3 separate regions of the Anser cygnoides genome follow, and regions 1 and 2 are each linked to region 3. Evidence: chromatin contacts called from public Hi-C data. All regions are on one chromosome and are shown on one strand. The core of a region is the stretch at or near the end of the contact, and the rest is flanking DNA. Distances in the headings are between cores, read along the strand shown. Region 1 overlaps CDC123 (cell division cycle 123). Region 2 holds the start of CAMK1D (calcium/calmodulin dependent protein kinase ID). Region 3 overlaps CAMK1D (calcium/calmodulin dependent protein kinase ID).

Region 1 (2,700 bases), core at 60-2,559, 200 kb before region 3:
TTGAGGGTTGAGCAAAAGATAACTTTGATTTTTTTTTTTTTACAAGGCTGTTTTTTGCTAAATGGAAAAATCTGTAATCTGCTCCATTCCAGTAGGATGCAGACAACCCCATCTCAAATACGGAAGTCTGAAAGATAATGCAGCTCCTAGCACGCAGGGACTGCAGAACTGTGGGCTGGACTTCAGCTGCCTTTTTACCTCTAGTTTATGGTTATTTTGGTGTGTGGGGAATATTTTCTTGAGCACGGTAAGCAGATACGATCGTAATGGAGGAGTTCTGAGTCGAGCAAAACTGCAGGCTCTTAGGAGTGTTTCTACTGCCTTGACAGATCTTAAATTGCTGGGAATATAAACTGTAGCTGAAGGATGTTATCTGTTTACATAGGCTTACAGATTTATACAATCGGTTTGATTACAGTACTTTCGGAAAGCATGCCTGCTATCACCCTGCTCTTCTCTGTGTGGTGGATATTACAGCCTAATCTAAAAACTTATTTCTTCTGGCAGCATGCTGAGAAAACTGTTACGATCGCTCTTTGCTTCCAACTGAAGGCCGGGCAGCCGTGTCTTAACAAATGCAGTGCTTTGCTTATGAAGAGCAGAGACCTTGGGCAGCCATGTCTTGCAATGCACTGCTTGTAGGAGAGATGTGAGACTTCTGGATTGAGTGCCAAAAGGAGATGTCTTAAATGGCTGCGTTTATCCTTAGTGCTCAGCCCTGACCCTTTACACAGTTTTGCGCGTCAAAGTAGTTTGTTGCCAATAAGGTCAGGGAGTACGCCTGGAAGGAAAATGCATGTTCTTCCGATAATTGCCTTGGACAGTTACGGGATTTATTGCAAGATTTGCTGTATAGCAACAAAAACGTACGTAGAAGTTGTCTTGGGTATTACTGCCTCCATTCTTGGTAGTTACTGAATGGTGGCACAAAGAGTGAGCTACTTGCAAGGAACAAAACCTTGGCATCTGCTTGCAGTTATGGAAATAGTTTTGTTTATTCCCACTCTCAGGAGATTTCTAAGAGCATTTCTTAAGGCTCTTAATTTAGAAAAATACCATGCTGTGGAATCAAAAGCGTTGAGTGGCGCTGTTTTGCATCCATTATTCATAAATGAAAATAATTCTGAACTGCTGTAAGATAAGTGATGTCTCTCAGTTGTCTGGTTTAGGAAGTTAAACTTCAACAACCTAATCAAGTTTCATTGCAGCATGTTTTCCTTCGTACTTTTAATGTTTATCTGGTTCTTGGAGAATACGATGATGGCAACATAACAATAAAGAGAAAAGGAGCAGCACTGTTGAATCAAACAAAGGACTTAACAGTGAATAAGCACTCACATGCTAGCCAAGTCCCTGTCCATTAAGTGCTTCCAAATTACACTAGATCAAAAGAGGTGATTTTTTTTCCTTGATAATTGTAGAAAGGAGGTTTGTTACTGCCATACTGAAATTACCTGCTTTATACATCTTAGAGGTAATTTATCTGTAGCTTTTGTGATTAACGTTTTGGGGCTAATTTTCCTCACTATCACTAAAATCTTGTATGTAAAAGCAGATTTTGACGCCTGTGGTTTATTTTCCAGATTTATTCACTGTACTGATGATTCCCCTGATCCTTCCTTAGACTATGAGGTAAGACTCTTTGCATGACTTCTAGGTAATTTAAGTGAATTACGCACGGGCAGGCTGCCACTTGTACTTGGGCATGTGCCCACAATACTTTTTTTTTGTTTGTTTTAATTGTGTTGCTTGGGCAGTGTGGGGGAAGTCTGGTTAAGAACTGCAGGTCATAAGGAGTTCATTTAGTTATGGGTCAGAGATGAGCTCAGTGCAGACTTTCGAAGCTTCCTTGCAGTTCCCTATAGGGTCTGTCAGGTTTTGCCAGGAAGGACAAGGTCAGTAGCTGAAAGTCATATATTCTCTGTGAAGTGCTTCCTGTGGACATCACAGCTGAGAGAGAAGCTAGCTGTAGTGGCTGGGGTTTGTAGCTGTTTGTTAAGAACTGAGATGGACTATCATACCTTGTTATATATGCTCGTTCCTGCATTAAAATGGTAAGTTAGTTAGATATTAGTAATGCTTTAAACTGTTCTTGTGCTACTGTCGATTTTATGATGGCATCTAGTCATGTCTCTAATAATTTTAATGTAAAAATAACATTCGTCATCATCCTGTGGGCTTAGAGGGCTTTAGAAAAGTGAATGCACCTCATGTTTTGAAGCACTGTCTTAATGTGCTTTAAAGATAGGCCTCTGAAACTTGCAGCAGTTTCATGTTTACGTTGTATTTAGGAGTGTCACCTTCGATTACTGAGGTTTTTCTACTGCAGTTGATAGGTGTTGGGAGTTTCCAGTACTGTGAGCAGTAACTGAGGCCCTCCAAAGAATGGATCCGTCTGAATGCTTCAGCTTAGGAAAAGCAGAAACTTGATGAAGTGCCAGAGAGATGCTTTAATTACCAGGCATTCTGTCCTATTGGCAGTAATAGTTTGGTTACTATTTCCATCTCACGTCCTTATTTGAACCGGTTTGTACCTCCAAAGGCATCGCAGAATGGTGCTTGGGTGTATACCAGAATAGAGGTTGAGCTGGTTAAATTTAATTCTGTTCATCAGCTCTTTTTACTAGAGAGCAACTTCTGCCAATTCCATGACAGATTTGTTGTGCTGTACAGCAGGACTTTTTGTTTTCCATGCTGTAT
Region 2 (2,819 bases), core at 187-2,686, 160 kb before region 3:
TGGGTAAGCCAGCAGCAGAAGGAAAGGTTTGGCTGCTCCAAGAACATACTGGGACAACACACAAGCACCCATCGCAGGGAATCCCAAGCGATTTGGGCCACCCATGGGGCGGGATGGCCACCAAAGCATTGCATTAGAGAGGGCACTAATTAATGCAGGAGCTGGCACACGCTCAGCCGTGTGCCTGTGCCCAGCAGAGGGTAGCATTGCCCAAACACCCCGGCCTGCCTCGGTGTTTTCCCCAAATTTACACCTCCCCACCCGGCTGAGCTCCCCCAGGCTCCAAACCCGCGTGGAAGTGGGAGCCCCAGGGGAAAGCTCCCGTGCTCATAAATGATGAGCGGTCCGGAAAATCCCTTTCCAAAGTGGGATTTTAAGGACTCTGTGAAAGGACACGGCACATTTTAAGCAGTTAGGCGCGCATTCACATCTGTTTACGAGTCGATGCAATATTTAGTCGTGTCACGCCTCATTTTCAGCCGCCTCATTTGATGACCAAGGGTTTGAGCCGCCCCCAAAAACACCCGTGGGTCCGCACCTGCCTTTTTACTTCCCAACTTGGAGGAGAAATCCACTTTTTTTTTTTTTTTTTTTTTTTTTTGCGCTTTACCTATTTGCAAGACATTAACGGGAAACCTACCCACGGGTTTAGCGCGTATTTCTGCCGTGTCACCGGGGGCGCATCCTGCCCCTCGCTCCCGCTGCGGGGTGGGCAAGGGGCTGGGGGCCACTTTTGGCCCCCACGGGGCGGCTGCGCTCACGGTGGGCACCGCAAACCCCGCGCAAAACCCGCGCATCCCCCGCGCAATCCCCGCGCAATCCCCGCGCATCCCCCGCGCAGCTCCGGACCACCCCGCCCGGCCGCCTGCGGTGTGGCTTTTAATTTTTATTTTTTTTTTCCCCCGCTTTCCCTTTTTTTTTTTTTTTTTTTTTATCTCTTTGCTTTCCCTCCCCTCCCGTTTGACGTGCGCGGTTTTGGTGCAATGCGAATTATCTCCAGTCATTCAGTCAGGAGGGGCAGCGCCAGGCAGCAGAGCAGCGGCGGGGCTGCCTCCTCCTCCTCCTCCTCCTCCTCTTCTTCCTCCCCCTCTTCTTCTTCTTCCTCCTCCTCCTCCTCCTCCCATTGCCATAACAACCGCGCACAGCCGCACCGCGCCCGGGAGGCTCGGAGCATCCAACGGGGCCCCCGCACGCCCTGCTTGGGGACAGCGGGGGGGTAGGGGGGGGGGGGGGGGAATCAGTGACCTCCCTCAAAAAAAGAAAAAAAAAAGAAAAAAAAAAAAAAAAGGGACTTTTCCTCCCGGAGTGGGGGGACCAAAGTGTCCCTGAGGGTGCTGAAGGAGGCGGGGGGGGACACGGGGCAGCCCCGGGGGTGGCACGGGGAGGGGCGAGGGGGGAGGGGGGGAGGACGAGGGGAAAGGGGGGGGGGGGGGGCAGAGAAAGTTGGGAGGAAATAGCCCAGGAAAAGTGGCACTCGTGGAGCCCGCCGGAGCGCGGAGGAAATAAAAGCGGCGGCGGGCAGGAAGTGTGAGGAGGAGGAGGAGGAGGAAGGGGAGAAGGAGGAGGAGAAGAAGGAGGAGGAGGAGGAGGAGGAGGAGGAGGAAGAGCCGGCAGAGGCAGCAGCAGCAGCCGCTGCTTTCTCAGAAGAGAAAGCAAAAGCCGCAGGCGGCTCGGTGCCGCCCGGCATCCGCGGGGCTGCGCGGGGCTGCGCGGAGCGGCCATGGCCCGGGAGAACGGGGACGGCGGCGGCTCCTGGAAGAAGCAGGCGGAGGACATCAAGAAGATCTTCGAGTTCAAGGAGACGCTGGGGACGTAGGTGGCGGGGAGCGGAGCGGGCCGGGAGGCGCCGTCCCTGCGCTGCGCGGGATTTGCGCGGGGGGGATTTGCGCGGGGGCTGCCGCCGGGGTCGCTCCGAGCATCCCGCCCGGCACCGAGCCGGGGAGGTTTGGGAATCCCGGGACAAACGGCACCGGGGGGGGGGGTTGGTAGGAGGTGAGGGATGAGGGTGGCTGCGGGGCAGGCGGCTGGGCTACCCCCCCCCAAAAAAAAAATTAAATAATAAAAAAAAAAGAACAACAAAAAGAGAAAAGAAAGAAAAAAAAAAGAAAAAGAGAAGAATAAGAGAAAAGAAAAAGAGAAAAGAAAAAGAAAAAAGAAAAAAGAAAGAAAAAAATAAGAAAAAAGAAAAATAAGAAAAAAAGAAAAGGGAAAAAGATAAAAAGAAAAAGGAAAAAGAAAAAAGAAAGGAAAAAAAGAAAAAATAAAGAAAAAAATAAAGAAAAAAAAGACCCCCCCCCACCCCCCGGTTTAAAATGTTAATAGGATAGGGAGATGGGGAAAGGCTTTTTCTTGACGGTGCCACTGTAAATAAATGCGGTCTGACTTGCATGCTGTCCCCTAAAGCTGATGGCTGCATCCATTCGTGGACGGACAAGCAGAAATAATCGGAGTGGATTGGATGTGCTTTAGCTACGATGCTTAACTGTTGTTGGGCTTTATTTCTGTTATTTATAGTGGCGGGGCATAAAGATTAGTAAAACGTTGGAGTTTTTTTTTTTTTTCTTTTTTTTTTTTCGGAAGGCTCAGAATAAACATGCGCAGATGGTGGAAGGGAGCAGGGTGCAGGCTGATGCTTTTTTGGCTGAGCGGGGAGTTTTATTTCTGTTGAGAGAAATTTTCGCTCGTCGGATGTTGTAGAGGCAGAGAGCCGCGGTTGCTGGGGAAGGGCAGGGTGCGGGCTGCCGTGTGGGTGGGCGAGGACGTGAACGCTGGGTTGTATGGGACGGGTGCTTTATCGCCATGTCCCCCCCGGTGTAAAT
Region 3 (2,700 bases), core at 151-2,650:
TGAAATTTTGCAGAGTACATTTTGTATTTTAGTGATGGAAAGCAGGGCTCAGATTGATTCTTCTCTGAAGAGTGAGAATTTCTGGGTAATGTTGATCTTCAGGTTTTACTACATTTTATAAATGCAGTTCTGTTTTCTTTTTCCAGATAGGAAAATTCATGATGTAAAAGAAAATTCTTTTGAGAGGTAGTTTGAATAAAGAAACTACTTATGTGCAAACGTGAGTATAAATTTAAGAGAAGAGACAAACTAAAAAAAAAAAAAAAACCTCTTGAGGTTATTACATCAATCTCAAACTTAATAAGCTGGAAGAGAATGCATTTTAGATTTTATATTAACTTCCTTCAGACTGAGAACCATTTCTCCTTGCACTTCAGTTTCCATCTCATTAATTTATTAATAATTAAACACCTGAAAAATAAAAGATCTGTTATTTCTCAAGTAACGTCAACCTATAGATTTCTAATTAACCAGCCTCAGAGCGTGGAGAAGCCGTTCCTCCAGCAACTGTTGCTACCACCAGCAAATTTTAGTTGCAGAAATAAAGTTGAATTATTTTTCTCTGCCAGAACAGAGACCAAAGGCTAATGGAGATTGTGCTTAGCACAAAGGCTGTGTCTAAGGAGGGAGCCTGGGAGCATCTCTGGGTGTCCTGGGCCTAGGTACAGGCTCTAGGTTCATCCTGGCTTGTGGGGCGATGCATCCCATTCTGTGTTGGTTGGAAAACCTGAGTGCATGGATGAGGAAGGATTCGTCCATGCTCCCTGCTGTGTTCTTGGGGATGCTGTGCACAGGGAGGTTAGAAACTGCACGGATGCATTGCCCTAACGTTGGAGACCTCACAAGCCCTGGAGCTTCATAGATGAGACAAACAGCAGAAGGTGAAATGAAAGCATTTGGAGGAGGAATAAAAGTGGTTTAGGGCACAGAAGGAGCCTGTGGTGGTGTCAGAAGAAAAATGCACCGTTTTCAAAACCTGTTTTTGCCTGTTTCCAGGATGAATCTGTCTTACCAGCTACTCTCTAGCACTTCCAAAACCTCCTGTGAGTTGTGGACAGAGAAACTCTTTAAGGTGTATTTCATCTCATGATCCCGCAAACGCCTTTTGACGTAACTTTACCCACATAAATAATCCCCTCTGCAGGGATTTGAGAATCACGTTCTCAAATTATAGCTCCTGATGTGCCAAGTGCCTCAGACTATGTGGATCTCAGCCCACGGCAAATATCCTTAGAAACTTTTTCCGGATTGATTAATATGTTCTTTCAGAGTCATCTAAAAAATAATAATAATAACATTTCCTGCCTAATAACTGAAGAGACAGCTGTGCATATAGGGTGAAACTGCAAATGCTCCTTGGAGCTCTCATGTTCTGCCTGCTACAGTGGTGCTGAGGCTCCTCCTGTGGGGATCGCGGAGAAGTACAAACGATGAAAATACTGGAAACAAGTAGGAAAGAGTGCCTGAGGAGCTGGAGGAGGGATACTGACTGGCGAAGAGTGAAAGTCTTAGCAGTGAATCATACAGTGCCAAAAATATAAAACAAAACCAGTATCTCTCCTCCCCTTGCTACAGAACTTCACAAGTTCTCTTTTGATTCTGAGTTTCTCCTCTGCATTAATTGCTAGAAGTAGTGGCACCTATTCCAGCTGAAATCGGGGATGTGTGGGGTTTATATTTAGGGAAACCCAGGCAGGTTAATGATGCTGTCTGAGCTCTAGGAGAGTCCTGATATCCCGGGGTTCAGCCTTCACTGTCCTCCAAAATCTGTGCAGCATCTCCCTGCTGAGGCAGCAGTGTGACTCCTGTCCCCTTTCCTGGGAACAACACCCTACAACAGAGGACGTGCTGTCGTGTCACCAGGTTTCCCCGCTCCTAGTTATCACTTCTCCATAGTCCAAGGGGAGGTTTGCACAGGTACCGTTGAGACCTGCAAAATGTAGCTCTGCAAAATTAGCTTTTCTCCTCCAAAGAGTTCCTTATTGAGTGTGGCTGCTGCACCTGCCCTGTACTGGGTAGAGATGAATGAGTGTAAGGGGAGGGGGGAGAAAGAAATAGGTTGAATTTTTAAAGGCAAAACTGTGAAGTGGAAGGAGCTGTTTTCTCCACAGGGAATGATGACTGAAAGGGAGGTGGCTCAGTATGACCAAAAAAACACAAATACACAGTTTTATCTATGAGATAAGCCCAGTTCTGACAGTGATGACCCTGTTCCACATCGGGTTTTCTCATGAAAATGCAATTAAATGTCTGCTGTAGCCCTACAAAATCTCTTGGAGGCTGTTTTGCCTATACACCCCCACAGCCAGTGCCAGCCCTGCTGGGGACCAAGAAGCGACAGTAACATTATGTGCTGGAGGTGGGATCGAGCAAGAACATCCAGTCTGGCCCCGTCTGATCTTCTGTTTGTTCAAATCTGGGAATAAAACCCGAAGGAGAAAACAAGCAAACAAACAAACAAAAAACAACCCTCAAACAAATAAACAGACAGAACATCTATGCAGGGATGGAGAGAGAGGGGATAAATGCAAAGAAGGACTTGGGCGTTCAAATTAATGCCTACCTGGAATGTAAGCATCGACATCCAAAGCTGTCACGGTGAGGACTTTCACGTAGCATCCCTACCTCTGAGGGTGCTTTTTGCAAACCCCTGCCCCAGGAGGTGGTGCCAGGCTGCTGCCTCCACGCTTTGCCATGGCA

Evidence for each region. A called contact is a pair of places that touch in the nucleus more often than the background predicts.
Region 1: a Hi-C map of granulosa cells shows a contact between it and region 3, with 2.5 times the contacts expected there. The contact joins two enhancer-like sites. A contact is called at or near these places in 2 of 7 Hi-C or Micro-C datasets (granulosa cells and liver).
Region 2: a contact with region 3 is called in a Hi-C map of granulosa cells, with 1.6 times the contacts expected there. The contact joins the promoter of CAMK1D here to the enhancer-like site in region 3. A contact is called at or near these places in 2 of 7 Hi-C or Micro-C datasets (granulosa cells and liver).

What each region holds. Positions count from the first base shown.
Region 1 is chr1:6,816,257-6,818,956 of Taihu_goose_T2T_genome, forward strand. CDC123 (cell division cycle 123) reads left to right here. Exons shown (of 13, transcript XM_048062496.2): 7 at 1,584-1,632. Among named protein-coding and RNA genes, the nearest start is that of CDC123, 16 kb to the left of the region's middle. Within about 2 kb of position 1,310, at least 1 of the 3 cell types and tissues checked has open chromatin away from gene starts, as enhancers often do.
Region 2 is chr1:6,858,839-6,861,657 of Taihu_goose_T2T_genome, forward strand. It overlaps CAMK1D (calcium/calmodulin dependent protein kinase ID), which reads left to right and starts at 1,437. Exons shown (of 11, transcript XM_048062699.2): 1 at 1,437-1,812. The coding sequence starts at 1,721.
Region 3 is chr1:7,014,026-7,016,725 of Taihu_goose_T2T_genome, forward strand. All of the region lies in intron 3 of CAMK1D (calcium/calmodulin dependent protein kinase ID), which reads left to right. Among named protein-coding and RNA genes, the nearest start is that of CCDC3, 120 kb to the right of the region's middle. Within about 2 kb of position 1,401, at least 1 of the 3 cell types and tissues checked has open chromatin away from gene starts, as enhancers often do.